Regions from separate parts of the Anas platyrhynchos genome. Here region 1 is linked to region 2. A link is a contact called in public Hi-C data. All regions are on one chromosome and are shown on one strand. Each heading gives the region's core, a stretch centred on a gene start, on an enhancer-like site or on the middle of the called end of the contact. The rest is flanking DNA. Distances are from core to core; before and after follow the strand shown. Region 1 overlaps NSD1 (nuclear receptor binding SET domain protein 1). Region 2 holds the start of NSD1 (nuclear receptor binding SET domain protein 1).

The links. A called contact is a pair of places that touch in the nucleus more often than the background predicts.
Region 1: a contact with region 2 is called in a Hi-C map of skeletal muscle, with 1.8 times the contacts expected there. The contact joins the enhancer-like site here to the promoter of NSD1 in region 2. A contact is called at or near these places in 2 of 8 Hi-C or Micro-C datasets (liver and skeletal muscle).

The regions. Positions count from the first base shown.
Region 1 is chr14:9,706,745-9,714,516 of IASCAAS_PekinDuck_T2T, forward strand. NSD1 (nuclear receptor binding SET domain protein 1) reads left to right here. Exons shown (of 23, transcript XM_038186558.2): 21 at 468-574; 22 at 3,687-3,891. Among named protein-coding and RNA genes, the nearest start is that of RAB24, 15 kb to the right of the region's middle. Within about 2 kb of position 6,522, at least 3 of the 8 cell types and tissues checked have an H3K27ac peak or open chromatin away from gene starts, as enhancers often do.
Region 2 is chr14:9,659,300-9,667,039 of IASCAAS_PekinDuck_T2T, forward strand. NSD1 (nuclear receptor binding SET domain protein 1) reads left to right here and starts at 2,727. Exons shown (of 23, transcript XM_038186558.2): 1 at 2,727-2,751; 2 at 4,138-4,835. The coding sequence starts at 4,158.

The DNA.
Region 1 (7,772 bases), core at 5,272-7,771, 51 kb after region 2:
ATTCTGTCAGTACCTGCAGTTAAAAGCTTGGGAACCTTTCTGTAAGGAAAGGAGGGGAGAGGAGGGTATGTAGCTCACTTGGGGAGATGCTTAATTTTTCTGTTTCCACACTTAATTTTTCTAATTTCACATCAGCTACAACATCAGCACTGCCATTGTGGAACATAAACATCCATGCTATAAATGGAGGTCCATAGATTTAATTTATAGGACCAAGAAATGGAACTAAGCATCCTAAAGTATGGGACAGAATGCCCTTTTTGGCTGTAGGATATTGTAGGAGAGTGAGGTTAATTCTCAATTCACACAAATCGATGTGGAGAAGAATATTTGGTACCCTTCTGTAGTTGGGACAGTCGTTTATGTTGTTTTATTTCAAAAGTGCTTTTACTCCAGCAGTAGCAATAAGGCATTCTGCCACAGAGTTTGTTACAACTTCTTTGGGTTTTAATCTGCTTTTGTGCCAGGGACTGAGCTGACTTTCAACTACAATCTGGAATGTTTGGGAAATGGAAAGACAGTTTGCAAATGTGGTGCTCCAAATTGCAGTGGCTTCCTAGGAGTGCGGCCAAAGGTATGATGCCTCCCTTAAGCTTTTGTTCTTCCAAATGACCTTTTTGCATAGATGTGGTGCATTTGTTGCAGAGATTTTGGGAAGGGTAGTCCACTTTCAGCATGGTCGTGAGAACACTGCTTGAACTGAGATGAATGTTGAAATTACTGTTCTGGGAGTGCAGATCTGGGGTCTGAATTTGCTGAAGAGGTGCTCCAACCGAAGAGTAAATAAAAGTGTTCTTTTTTTCAGAATTTTTTGTTTGTTATCATGGCAATTTCAGTCATGCTAGAGCAGCAAAAGATAGACACAGGAAAGAGTTCTGTTGGATGACCAGGAAACCTCTGCTCAGCCCATTTCCCTACATGAAGGCCTGAGTAAATTGTGAGAACGCATGGGAGGCCAGCAAACTCACATTCCTTTAGCTCCAAGTTCCTTTAGAGCTAGAAGGCTTCTGCATCACTATCTTTAATTAGAATGCTATGAGCAAGTTCCCAGATTTTGAATTCTCTTGTTTAAGTGATTCAAGTGTACATATCAGACAGGAATAATACATTTGACACGTCTGTAGTAGAAAAATCACTACATTTGAGAACTCACTGACTTCAGAGAGCTGTGTTTTGTAACTGCAGTGTCGCAGTAACAGGAATTGATTTCTGATACCTTCTTGTGAGCTGGTTCTCACTGGGAAAAGGAAATAACAGAAGCATTTGGCCCAGTTCCCAGCTGTCACCAGCTAAATCTGTCTCAGCTGTTGGTTTGTTTCAAGAGCTTCACCAAATCAGTCTGTAATCCTTCTGCTCTGGCATGTCGATACCGGCAGCTTACCCACAGTTAAGGGTTAAAAGCTTCAGCAGAATGGTTGTTAAGCCCTGGCAATACATAGGGTAGGTTTGCAAATTTCCCAGAGAGCTTAGTTCTGCAGACAAATTAACTTATGAAAAAATGATGTCTTCAGAGGTTGACAGATGAGTTGAATTATACATCTGGTGTGTTTAGTTCTTTTTTGGTTGTGATTTAAAGTTCAATTTCTTTTGTGCTGCTCCTGTGTTATACATGGCTTGACTACTGTCATTTTTGCCCTGAAGTTACAGGTTGCATGGTGGAAATCAGAGAAAGGTGCCCTTAAATTGGCATTAATGTTCCATTGTGGTGACTGAGGTGATTTCATCTTGATGAGGTGGGCTAGGAAACAATGCCCAAGCAAACAGTACCTTGGTGGTATTTTTTGTCTAATTCATCCAACAAAAGATGCATTTTTCAAGATTCCTGATGATACAGCAAGACAAAACTTCAATGATTATATACTCAAGTTAACAGTTAAGTGACTTTTCTAACTAGGAATTCAGAAGAACACTCTGGAGTCTGATGTACTGCAGTAGAAAAGTAAGAAATGCTAGAGTTGCTTAGATATTCAAATTAACTGTGAAACGTTTTCTTTGTTCTCCTTGTAATTAAGTGCTAGGTGGTGAGAATAGGTGAGATAGTTTAGGTATGGCCTTCGGACTGATTTGATTTCAGTCACCTGGGTGATTTCATTATCTGCATTTACAATGATAAGAAAGACCTGACCTGTCCCTACTGTTAGTGGAAATGATGGTATGAAATCAGAAATATCTGTATGTGAAGGGGAAGCAAACATCAAGGTATGTAACACCCTCATGACAGGGCTACTGGATAGTCCTGCAGAATTCTTAAATTGTAGCTCTGGAGACAAAGGTTCTAAAAAGACGTTGGTTTTATCTTGAGAGAAGGATGACAAAAATAGTGCCTAATGTTTATGAAGAATAAAGGCACGCAAAAACCACCTCACAGGCTCCGTCTCAGCATGCAGAGATGTTCTACATGCAGAACACGCGTTTGGACATAAAGAATAGGTGGAAAATGGGATAAAATTTAGCGTGTGTCAGTTTATATAAAATAAATTGGTAGTTCTTTGATACTGTCATTATCTGCAGGAACCTGAGTGTTTGGTACAATGGGAGGCTTATCCTGGGGAGGATCAGTGCAGGGGATTAGGAGGACCTGGCTTGAAAGGGTGTGGTGTGGGACATTGAAAGAAGAAGCCTTAGGCTAGGGAAAAGAGCATTTAGGCCGTTTAGATGTCAATCTTGGGACCGATTGTGGTTATTCCATTACTGCCTGTAATACAGATGTTGGAAGCACAGGAACTTAAGTGTACTGATAACACAAAGGTGTCTGGTGCCATCAGCATGGAGACAGTTGGGCAATTGCAAAGTACTGGAAATGGGCTGAAATTCAGTGATTCAGTGCTCCAGAGTATACCTGGAGGATAATAGAAACAAAGCTACAGTAAGGTCATCAATGGAAGTAATGTGGTGGAGAAGGAGCCGCGGTGGTGTTCAGCCCAGGACTGTGAGCTGCTGTTGCGAACAAGGAAATGCAGTCAGGGTGCTCTGTAATACTGAGAGGTATTCATGGCACTGTACGTGGCCCTGGGAGACATCACCCAGAGCAGTGTCTGTAGTTCTGTAACTTGTGTTTGGGAGAAATGAACTTGAGAGAGGCAGAAGAAAGCCGTTAGGAAGATTTGGGGTGAAGACTGGAAGTGTTGGCTTGTGAAGAGGAGGGAGAAGCCTGGTGGTTACTTCAGGGAGGGAGAGTGACATCTGTGGGAAGAGAACAGTGTTTACATGAAAACAGGTTGAAACTGATCATGAATAAACTCAGGCTGAAAATGATGATGGGGGTGAGAAACACTAGAAGTCCAGGGAGGCCTGGGGAGAGGTTCCTGTGAGGGTCAGAGTCATGGGGAGACAGACCCAACTGCACTGACAGAGGCATCTGTGAGAGGTGGCACGACCTCATGGCACCAGGCAGGCCTCGGCTCCTCACCCTGCTGTTGCTAATTGCACACACACGCTGCATGTTGAGCCGGGCTTTGGTGCAGGGATTCCGGACTCTTTCCTCAAAAATGAGAACGATTTACTTGAGTGAATTGGTTGCCAAATATTAAGAACCACCATAGAGGTACTTGATGTGCTCAGGTGTAGCTGGCAGTGGGATGTTTGATCACATCCCGCGGGGCAGTCACAGGGCTGGCAGTTTTCTGTGCTGAATCAGGAAGAGGAAGGATGTCGGGGGCTGTGTTAATGTGTTGTCTCCCCCGCAGAGCCAGCCCACCCTCACCGAGGAGAAGTCCAAGAAGATGAAGAGACGGCCGCAGATGAAGCGCAGGTCGCAGGCAGAGGTGATGAAGGAACGGGAGGACGAGTGCTTCAGCTGCGGGGACGGAGGGCAGCTGGTTTCTTGTAAGAAGCCAGGCTGCCCCAAAGTGTACCACGCCGACTGCCTCAACCTGACCAAGAGGCCTGCAGGTCAGTGCAGCCCAGCTGTGCTCTGCTGGGGGAGCAGGACAGGGCACGGGCTCCCAGGCACTGCTCTCTTCACAGCCTCTGCAAATAGGAGAGATTTTTCTCTCTTAAATAGGCCTCGTGGCCCACAAGGCATGGCCCTGCTTTGTGCCATGCTGTGGCTGCAGGCACGTTGGTTACTGAGCCATCCTTGGGGCCTGGCAGAGAGCAGGCCCAGCAAGAGTCAGTTCCTGCTGGCTTTCCAAAGCTGCAGACGACTGAGTGAAAAGAATGAGGAGGAGAAGCACTGGTGGAAAATGGCAGTTAAAGAAGAAGAATGTGCTGCATGTCTTAACTAGCCACCAGTCCTTTGTTAAGGAAGGAAACAGTATCAAAGAATCTCCTAGTTAGTGGTGAAATGAGGGCAAAAAAATAAAGTACAAAGTTAAAAAAAAAAAATCCCCAAAGTACTTGTAGTTGTGTATGGAGAAAGAAACAGGCAATCTGTATGAGTGGTAAAACGTTTTCTAGGTTGTTAGTAACTGAGGAGTAAGTAACATCTATTAGAGGAAAAGGCTTAAATTGCATATAAAAGTCTTACAGGAGTTGGTTGAGGGGAACGTTTCCTCTGTTCCAATAATTTTTGGTTACTGCAGAAGTTCATGGGACCTTCAATGAGTGTTTAGGTTTAACTGATACTCAGAAAGGGAAAAGTCTGACCTGAGTCTCGGTTAGCCTGACAAGGGATCAAGTACTGTAGAATTAAATGGTAAGAATATAACCAATGCCATATAAGTTTTTGAAGCAGAATACCTCAGCAAAACACTTAAGTAGGCTTGATGAAATTATAAATTCAGTTAATAAAGGGATTCGCATTGAAGTAATTGGTTTAGGGAGTTGTAGCACTTCTGATTTAATACTGTAAGCATCATCATTATTAGAAATCCTCTCTGAACACACCTGAGGCAGGCTGGAAGCGTGTAACCAGGTCTCTGAAGCCACCTGTCAGGAGAGTGGCTGCAGCAGGGCTTCTGCTGGAGCTCCGCAGGGAGTCAGAGCTCAGCATCCAACACCTTCAGCTGTGACTAACAGAACATACACAAGTGCTAGCAACATATTCTGCAGAAAGTGTGTGTGTGTTAAGTTTTGGGGAGAATTTTGTATTTATACAGAGTAGCTTGGGTTGAGCACTGAACAAATGTGATGTAAAAGCCTGCAAGGAGCACAGGTCCTTCCTGTGGAAACAATAACTGAGGGTGAGAGTGTCCTAAACATCACCTTTCTATTCTCATTTTTTGTGTGCTAAGACAGGACGTTCAAACATCCTGGCAGGCTTTCTCATGTGCTTTAGATTCTTCTTTATTGGAGGCTTTAGCATTTAGCCTGTTCTCTGGGTTTCCATTGGAAAAGCTTCTCCTAAGAGACTGAAGTGAAAAAACAATGGGTTGCCACCTCCCCGCTATCCGTTCTTCTGCATACTGGAGGACTCTTATCTCCTAAGTGCATTTCCAGATGAAATGAACAGCCTTTCCTTGCAGCTCTTATTTTTCTGAAAATTATTATTCTTGGTGTGTTCTGGAATGTGTCCCATTTCCCTTCGTATTTTTTTTTTTTGTTAACTCTGGTAACATGTATTTTTAACAGTATTGCAACTGAGATTGTGCTCAACTGACAGAACAGAATATTATTTTGTGCTTTACATAAAATTTGTCAGGAAATGAGATCCGACTTGCTTAGCAAAAATACCTTTATATTCAGTTTGTGGTTTGCCCTATCATCCTTGAGTCGTGTTGTCTTGATCTTCTTCACATATTTATTCTATTTCTTCCTCCTACAATCCTTCTTTGCCCTGCTCTTGCTTTACTTAATTGCACCTCTTTGGTACAAGAGCATTTGTCCGGTTTATCGATACCAAATGAATTCTGAGCCTGCCTAAGCAGATTCCTGCAGTTCCTTCCAGGACCGTGCAGATAACCATGAGGCTGTAAGAGTACTTGGTATTCTGCTTCCAGAAATGAAAATTAAAATATAAGCTAAATTAGACTCCTGAAGCACCTCATTTGAAAAGACTCCTAGCTTTGCCAGAAGACCACTAATAGCTGGTTTTGAGAACAATTTTCAGCCTTTTGTAACCCTTTTACCATTTTTATACGTAGGCAGTTATTTTCCTAGCTTGTTCCTTGGAATATATATACATATATACAGGACATCAAAGGTTTGTCTCTTTTATACTTCAAATATTTCTTCTGTCATGGGCATTGCTGTTAAGTAATTGGAATTTCCTGCTTGTTTGCATGTTACTAATGGTGCGATCCTGCTTCCAGGAGCTCCTCAGCTCTGGGCTGTCTCTGGAGAGACGGTTATTCATTAGCCTTTTTATCCTGTCAGAGACCATTAGAGTGGGTTTGATACGATTTACCCATCCTGAAACACACTGGCACTTTTTGACTGACTTTATTTTCCGTCTCTACAAGTGACCTCTTAAATAATTCCAGAATCTTTCCGCTGGTCAAAGTGAGTGTTCAGAGTGGCTGCTCTCCGCTCAGCAGCAGTGCACCACGAGAGCTCGCCCTGCCCTGCGGTGCGAAGGGGCTCAGTGCACACCGACGGGGAGCAGTGATATAACCCACGCTGCAGCACCACGAGCCTGAGACAGGGGAGAACACATGTAATTTTAAACAACCCTGCCCTGAAAATGATGTCAAGAAACTGGAAAAGGCACACAGAATCTGTGTACATATTTAAGACCAGAACAGAAGCCTTGGACTGGCTTCAAAGGAGGGGAAAAACTTACTGCGTGTTTTCTTCAGCCCAGGGGGAAAAGCAGCAGGAGAGGGGGGGAGTGGAAAGCTGATGTTGCACAACAGCACCAGGAGATGACCACAGCTGCTCAGCGCGGTGCTGCAGCCTGCCAGCCTCTGCAAAAGAGCTGGTAGCAAAAACCACGGGTATGTGGGCTTGGTTCAGAGCGGTGGGAAGTGCTCTGCTGGTGCCCACGGCTGCCCTCTGCCGCTGCTTGTGCAGATGCCCGTGGCTGTGCTCAAGGTGCCGGGGGGCTGCCATGCAAGGAGCTGCTCTTTGCAGCAGGATGAGGAGCCAGGGGGAACACGGGGCACTGAGGGGAGCACAGAGGCAGAAGAGAGAGTCTTTGGAAAGGCAGCCACGCTGATCCCGTGGTGAGAGGGCAGAGCCTCTGCCTTGTGTGCCCTGGGTACAAGTGGTCCCTCAGGGCCTTAAAGCTGATGAGAAGCTTTTGGCAGAGACAGCAGCAGCCTTGGCTGAGGGGAGCAGGGAGCTGGACCGATGAGATCCAGCTTCAAGTGGAGGAAACAATCTCTCTGCTGTCATGCTGACTTGCTTATTTGTTTTCCTCCATGATGGCGTTGATACTGGTGGTGAAAAGATTCCGTGTGGGCACTGAGCTGCTCGGGGCACAGCTTGGCTTTATGATAAGAAGCGTTTTTATCATGTCCGTGCACAGGGTTAAAGATGTCTTTGGGTATGGAGACAAGAGAAACCTGCTCCCTGATGTCCTCTGCTCTCTGAGCACTACTTTGTGATAAACAGGAAGGGAGGATGTTGGCCCAGAACTAAACAAAGACTTAAGATGAACCTGAAATATCTACTTAAAGTCTGTTGGGTGTATTCTGCGCAGATACTGTTGCTCTCATCTGGAAACAGGAGACACAGAGAAGTACAAGCTGGGGCTGTCTTCTTTTCCCGAGGGACCCGTACTGGTTTGTGTCATACTGGAGCCAGATGGACTTTCGGTCCGACCTGGCAGAGCTTATGTTTGTTGCAGTTATGATTTCCTGTGTTGCTTCCAAGGATGCAGATTCCTGTTAGCTGCCCTTCTAGCCTAGGAGCTATGGCAGGATCTGAGAAGAACGTGTAGAATTGCATCG
Region 2 (7,740 bases), core at 1,477-3,976:
CCCGGACACCCTGAGCCCCTTGAGCCCCCACCCCGGGCTCCCCCCGAGCCCCCTCTCTCTCCTCCCCACGCCCACGCGAGCACCGCGCCCCCCCCCATCTCCCCCACGCCCCCCACCCGTGCCCCCCGTCCCGTTGCCGGTGCCGGTGGCGGTGGCGGTGCGGGGAAGCCGGGCTGCGAGCCCCATCTCCTGGCCGGCCGCGGCAGCTCCGCACCGGGCGGGCGGCGCTGAGAGCCCCCCCCCAATCTGCCCGCACCCCCCCCGGCTCCTGGGGCCGGGACGAACCCGGTGGGAGGACGGGCGGGGGGCTTGGGCCGTGGTTTCCCACCCGCACCGGGCTCCCACAGCGGTGGCAGCACCTGAAGGCTGGGGGGGGTGGAAGTCCCATGGGCTGTACCCCCCCCATGGGCTGTGCCCCCTCCCCAATTCATGGGGGCATGGAGCTGGAGCCCCCACTGCCATGCCTTAAGCCATTTTGGGGGGGGAACCATCCTGTGCCACCCCACCTTGCCCTCTCCATGGGTCCCTGTCCCCAGCACCTGGCTCTGGGGGTCTTGCCCCCCCCCCAAATATCCTGGGGTCGCCCCAGGCAAGGTTTTGGGGCCGCAGGCAGGTTTTTGGGGCACAGCACCCGGTGAGCAGCAGATGCGTGCGGCTCTCCCCACCGGAGCTGAGCCCAGCCCGCCGCCCTGCTCCCATCCCCGGCGGTTTCCCGAGCTTCTTCCCCACCCCACGGGGGGGAAAGGGGCCTCTGGGCAGGATGCTCCCCGCTCTCCTCTCCCCTCTCCTCTCCTCCTCTGCTTCCTTCCTCCCCCGGCCGGGCCAGCCCTCCTCCTGCCCGCCGCAAGCCTTAACCCTTTCGCCCGCGCTCGCCGGCCATGCGCCAACCCCGCGGGCCCGGCCCTTTGTGCTGGGCCCCGCGCTGCTCCCCGGGGCCATGATGCATCCCCCGGCCCCCATCCCACCCCGCTGTCCTCCGCAGGAGCCTCTCCAGGCATCCCCTTGGGATCGGGCAGCCACGGCTCGGCCGCTTGCTCCCGAGGGCCACTTGGCCTTGGCGGCAGTGCGGGGAGCCAAGCGGGTGAAGCCGGCCACCGGGGAGGCCCCACCGGGGAGGCCGTACCGCGGAGGCCATACCGGGGAGGCCTCACCGTGCTCCCACAGACAAAGCCCTGCGGGGTCGCAGCCCCTGCAGCACGCATCCGGGCGGCAGCGCCGCGGCCCCGGTGCCGTTTGGCAGCCCCATGGCTGGAAGAGAGGAGCCGGGAGGGGGCCGTGCTGCGGGGGCGGCGGCACGGCGGGAGCGGGATCGAGCCGTGGCGGCCCCGGTCCTGCTCCCCGTCACGGCCGTGGGGATGGATTGGGTGCTGGGATTGTGGGTAGGGGGCTAGAGATGTGCCCCCAGCCATCGGGGTGCTGCTGCCTGGGGGTTTCAGCCCCTGCCCAGCAGCGTCCCATGGGGTGAGGTGGTGGCCACGCTGCGTGGTTGTGAGCTCAGCCCCCAGCATGTGGGGGGCACTGTGAGGCGCCCAGCCTGCGGCCCCAAATCTCCCTGGTCAACCAGTGCTATAACCAGCACGAGAGGAGATGGTGACAGCCAGGGGCCTGCACGCGGCCCCCATTTTGTGGGGACACCCCTCGACCTCGTCCCCACACCACAGCAGCCCCCATTCACCAGGCACCCCGGTGCTAGGGCAGGCTGCGTGGCTGCGGGTGCTCTCATCCTGCACCGAGCCCTGCCCGCCCCGGGGGGGTGTGTGTGGGGGGGTTCTAAATAAAACCTCCTGCTTCATTTCGGGACGGAAACGCACGTGACAGGTCTGAGCAGGAAGGAGGGAAAGTCGGTGCCTGGGCCCCGCGTGCCGAGGGTGCGGCTGCCGCGGGCTGGGCCGCCCCGAGGGAGCTGGGTGGCACGGGATCGCTCCCCGCCGGCACGGACTGGGTGTCTGCATGGCACCACCGGGCACGGCGCGGGCACGGCTCCCACAGCGGCACCGAGGCCGGCCAAGCCCCACGGTCGGCGGTACAAACAACCACAAGCCGAGCCTCCGGCCGTGGCGCTTCCTGCCAAGTCACTCCACCCTCCGTGGGTGTGCGGCAGCGAGCCCCAGCGTGGTGTCACGCCGAAGTGGGGACACCGGGATGGGGACCTCGGCGTGGCCCTGATGTTGACGGGGTGGCTGCAGCGGGATGGTGCCCACTGGGACGTGGGCGCTGCGGGGCGAACTGTGTGCCCGAGGGCCAGCAGCGAGCACGGGCAGGGAGGTGGCGGGGCGTGAGGCCGGGTGCGAGGCCGTGCCGTGCCCGCGCTGTGGGTCAGGAGCCATTTGCTGTGGTTTATTCATGACAGGGCGCTCCACGCAGGGCGTTATTTGCACCGGGGCATTATTTGCATTATTGGCCGCACCGGGCACCGATAGTGCCCGCAGGCTGCCGACATCCCCGGTGCCCCCTCGGGGAACAAACCCCCGAAAGGCAACCCCCGGGCCAGCCGGGAGGGCACCGCACCCCCCCCCCGCAGCCCCCAACCTCCCTCCGGGCACCCCGGGGGGGTGGCAGCCGGGCCCTGCCCCCCGGCGCTGCCCGGGGAACCCAGCCCCATCCCGGCGCTGCCCCCCGCCGGGCCGCCGCTCTCTCCCCCCCCCCTCGCACCCCCCCGTTGCCGGTGCGGCGGCGGCGTGGCGTTGCTCGGCGCCCGGCCCCGCTCCTCGCCGCTCGCGGTGGCGGAGACCCCGGCCCCGGCAGCAGGAGGTAGCGACGGAGCCGCCGCCGCTGCCCGCCCCGGGGGGGTGGTGGTGGATGCACGGGGAACCGGGGAGAGGGGGGGGGGGGCGCTCGGTGGCGGCGCTCGGAGGGCGGCGGGGAGCGAGGGAGCGGCGCTGCCCGCCCGGCATCGCGGAGCCGGCCGGGGACCCGCTAAGGCCGCGGCCTCCCGGCGGGGCGAGGCCCCGGTACGAGCCCGGTGGAACCGGGAAGTGGAGGGGTGGGGGGCTGGGGGGGGGGGAGGCAGCGGGCGGGGGGGGAGCGGGGCGAGGCGGACAATAGCGGGGGGAAGGCGGCGGCGGAGCCCCGCGGCCCCCGGCCCGGTGTTGGTGCGGCCGCCCCGCGGAGGGTTGGGCTGCCGGGGTCGGGGCCGCAGGGCCCGGCCGCCTCCATTTTGTTGGCGCCCGCTCCGCCGCCGCTGCTCCCCGCAGGACCGGGGTGGACCGGGGGTGGGTGCGGGTGTATGAGGGGGGGGGGGAACCGGGGGCAGCGAGGCCCGCAGGTGAGGCACGACCGCAGCGCACGGGGCCGGGCCATACAACCGCAGCCCGGCCCGGCCCGGCCCGGCTCGGCTCGGCTCGGGGCCGCCCGGTGCCCGCCGCCACCTAAGATGGAGGCGAGGGCGCGGGGCCGGCCGGGGGCCGCCATGTGCGCGGGGCCGGGCCGGGCCGTGCCGGGCCGCAGGTGGGAGCGGGGCCGGGCGGGCGGCCGCTGGCACCGGGCGGGCCGGGGGGGGGCAGCACTGAGCGCCCCCTCCCCTCCTCCCCCCCCCATAGCCCCGGACCCGGGGGGGGGGGGGGGGGCAGATGGGAGGGGGGGGGGTCCGGGATGGGGAGGGGGGGGGGACACGGGGGAAGGGGGGGGCGCGGGCGCGCGCTGATTGGCCGCCACCGACCCCCCCCCCGGAGCGGGCGCGCGCGTGGGGCGCGCGCCGGCGGGATGGCGGCGGCGTCGGGAGCGCGCATGCGGGGGAGGGAGGTGGAGGAGGAGGAGGAGGAGGAGGAGGAGGAGGGAGGCGGCGGAGCGGCGCTGGCGGGGCCTGGCCGGGCCGGGTCGGCGCGTCTCCTCCCGATCGGCCCGCAGCGGGGGCAGGCGGCGAGCCGGCCGCGGCGGCCGCAGGTGAGCGCTGCCCGGCGGAGCGAGAAGGGCTGAGCAGAGCCGAGCCGAGCTGAGCCGAGCCTCGCCGAGCCGGGCCAAGCCGGGCCGGGCCAAGCCGAGCCGGGCGGCGGGCCTCGAGCCCGGGCCTAGCGCGGCGGAGGCCGGGCGGCCGCCTGCCTGCCCGCCCGCCGAGCCCAGCCGAGCCGAGCGGGCCCCGGGCGCGGCTGCCATTTTGTGTCGGCGGCCGGGGCTGACCCCATTGTGCTGTGCCCGCAGGTGGATGCCCGCCGCCCGGCATGGAGCAGGCCTGCGAAGTGAGCCGCCGCAGCTGCCTCGTCCCCTTCGGCACCTCGCTGGCGGCCGCCGAGCCCAAGGGCGGCCCGTTCGGCGAGGCCCGCGGCCCCGAGCCGCCCGCCATGCAGCTGGCGGCCGCCAAGCCCGTGTACGGCCAGGACCCGTCGTCCTGCTACATCCCGCTGCGCCGGCTGCAGGACCTGGCCTCCATGATCAACGCCGAGTACCTCGGCGGCGCCGCCGACGGCGCTGAGGCCCTGCCCGACCCCGGCTCGCCGCCCCCCCGCGGCCCCGGGGACCCGCCGGGAGGCGCCGACGGCCCCGGCCCGGCTGCAGACGGGGCCCCCCCGGCCTTCCCGTTGCTCCTCCCGGACGGGGAGGACGAGGAGGAGGAGGACGAGGAGGAAGAGGAGGAGGAGGAGGAGGGGGAAGAAGGCGCCGAGACGCCGGAGGAGGAGGACGAGGAGGAGGACGACGACGACGAAGAGGAGGAGGAGGACGAAGACGAGGAGGCCGCCGGTGGTGCCCGGGAGCGGGCCGCGGCGGAGCAGAGCCGTGCGGGGCCGCAGCGGGGCCCCGGCAGCCCGGAGCCGCCGCCCCGCCTGCAGCGAGCCGAGCTGCCGCTGCTGGACGGCGGGGGGGACAAACCCGAGCCTTCCGCCACGGCGGCCCTGCAGCTCGTAAGCACCGGGAGAGGGGGGGAGCGGGAGGAGAGGAAAAAGAAGAAGCAGCAGCAGCAAAAGCAAAACGAGGAGGGAAGGGAGAGAGGGAGGCAGGCGGCGAGGGGGGGAAGCCGGGGCTCCATTTTGCGGGGGCCGGCGCGGGCCCGCTGCTGGCAGCTGACATCTTCGGGCGGCCGCTGGCAGCCATCTTGCCGCGGGGACAGTTTTGACACCAGCGCGGCCGCCGGGCCCGGGCCGTGCCCCGTGTCACGGCCTCACCTTCACCGCGGGGCTCCGGGGCTGCCCCCCAGGACACCTCCCGGTGTTTTTTCCCCGTCGTTGACATCGGTGCTTGGCGGGAGCAGGATGCTCGCAAAGTTGTGCCAGAGGTTTTCTCTGTGTGTTTTTTTTTTCGTCCCCGTTACCAGCTTGTTTCCTGGTGCGCATAATGATGTCAAGGAGAGGAGACCTTTCTCCTCTCTTAGCATCTCTTTTTTTATTTTTTTCCAGCTCTATCAGCCTGCGCTCTTTGTTTGGGTTAGCGCAAGTTGCCCAAGCTGCAGACTTTCCCGATTGCTAGGGAGGGGCTGTGGCATGGCCTCGCCTGGGAGGCCTTGCCCGTTATTCAGGCAGGCTTTTTTTTTTTTTTTTTTGGTTCTTTCTAATTTCGCCCTGCGCTCACAAATTCCATTAGCTGGTTTTCAGATGTGCTTAATGAGCAAAGCTGGTCCAGGCCTTAGAGTGCTGATGGTGGTTAGAGGCACATGATGTGTGTACAGCTCATTTTTGAATGCAAGCGCAACTTTTGACTGGTTTCATCGCTGAGTTGGGGTTCATCAAGTTGAGGTTCAGCATTTATACGTACATACCCTCTAGATATATTTAAGTTCGTAGAGATCTTGAATATTTTAAAAATGTTTTTCTAAACTTAAGTGTCCGTACTCTGGGTTTAAAGCACTATTTGATGCTGAGATTTGGAAATCAACTCTCGTGACAACGCTGACCTCTGAAACTGTTCCGCTCTTTCTCATTGCAGTATAGCCGCTGATGCCAGGCAGATGCTACTGGTGCATGCAGCATTTTTGGGGAAAAAAAAAATCCGCTTGCTTTCACTTGTGTTCATTTGGGAACCTGTGTGTTTCTGCTGTGAGAGATGCGGGACCACTTGTCACTGAGTGCCCATAGAAGGGCTGATTGCAGCCTGGTGCTGAAAGCAGCTGAGTTTGTTTAAGGTACTGCCAGGCTCAGCTCTGGCTCATGGATCCTTTTGCGTGTTTCTTCGGGAGAATCGTCTCCTTGTGGAGACCCCACCACCGGTGCTGTGGGGTGAGAGGCTGCTGTCAGCGGGAGGTCTGTAAGTAAACGGAGCCTTGTTTTTAAGAGTAAAGCAGGGATCTCAGCAGCCATGTGCTCAGTGATGCGGTTGTGGGAGGGTCTCACGTTGTAAACAGAAGCTCGCAGAGGTACTTTCACAACACTTGCTTATACTATCAGTGGCTTTTACTACGTGCACCGCAGAGCTGCAGCTTTGTGCAGCGAGAACACTTTTAGTGATTGAGCCTGTTATTTGAATACGCAATGAAGGGTTGACTTTTCAGGGAAGCTGCCATCCTGTCTGCCATAGTATGACATTAACCTCGCTGAATTGTTCTGCTGACTTTAAAACACAGCTGCATTCAGGGAAAAAAAAAAAAGGCATAAAAAAGCAAAGCGTATTGGAGACAGCTTGGGATCCTTCTCTCCTTGAGCCTTGCATTCTTCTGTTGATAAGGCCGTGCAAGTTGTGCCAGCGCTCACCCATTTTAGCTCTGCTGTTCATGGGATGGGAAGCGCTAGAGATTTTTGTCTGTGCCAGGTTGCCAATGAGATGGTTAAATCGTGTAATTGTTGAACATGACATGGCAGCTTGGAATAACCAGGCTTGCCCTAGGAACCCCATTCATGTAGGCATTTAATTCCCGTCTCATTTGTATTCGGGTAGCTCGAGTCAGCTGTCTTTGAGAGCCTGCTAAAACTTGGGAAAAAAAAAAAAACACAAACAAAACCAAACAAACCTAACAACAAAATAAAAAAACAGGAGCTCTGCACTGCTATTTTTAGGGTGACTTGTCATAGCAGGGCTACTCTTTCAGATAATCCCATTTACCCAGCCCGACATGGGTCTCCTGCACTTTACAGCAGGACTTTGAGCTTTTATTTGCCAAGCTAAGGGCTCTGAGTGTGTGCCCACTGCTTCCTCGCTCCCTGTTTTGCCAGGAGGAAAGCCTGCCTGCATCTCAGCCCTCTGAGCGCTGACATTCAGCTGCCCATCAGACCCTTGCAAGCTTTCGGGTTTGGCCGGATCGTTAGGAGCTTTGAAAAGGCTCATTTCCAAAATGTCAAGGGTGCTTCCAGCAGAAGGGCCAGCAGTTGGCTCGGCTTTTAGTGGGATGCAAAGGCCAGCATTCAGGCAGCGCCTCCGGGCAGGCGGGGTGGCAGGCAGGTATTGTTTTGCAGCGGGCTGTTAATAGCCCTGGCCTCTGGTTGCTCTGGGGTGGCAGCAGGCAGGGGACGGGGCACCCAGGTAGCATTCAGGTGTAAAGTGGGCTGTGCATATGCCGAAGTTGTTGTAACTGCCACCTTAATCTCAGTTAAGCGTGGCTGAAATTTTCCTCCGAGCTGGCAGCAGCTACTGCCAGGTTTTGTGCTGGAGGGAAACAAATGGCAGCGGCCGTTATTGGGGCTATTGTTGGTGCTCCAGAAGTGACAATGCAGTGACTGCTGGCAGCTGATGGCGTGCTCCTTTCTGAACGTGGTGTTAATGTTGGGTCAGAGCCATTCAAATTGAAACCAGGGACTTTTAAAATTTTCTCTCCTTTATCAGCTTCAACTTGTCTTTAGCACTTCCCTGGCCTTTGGGAGTTGCAGGGGTCCTGGGACAGCC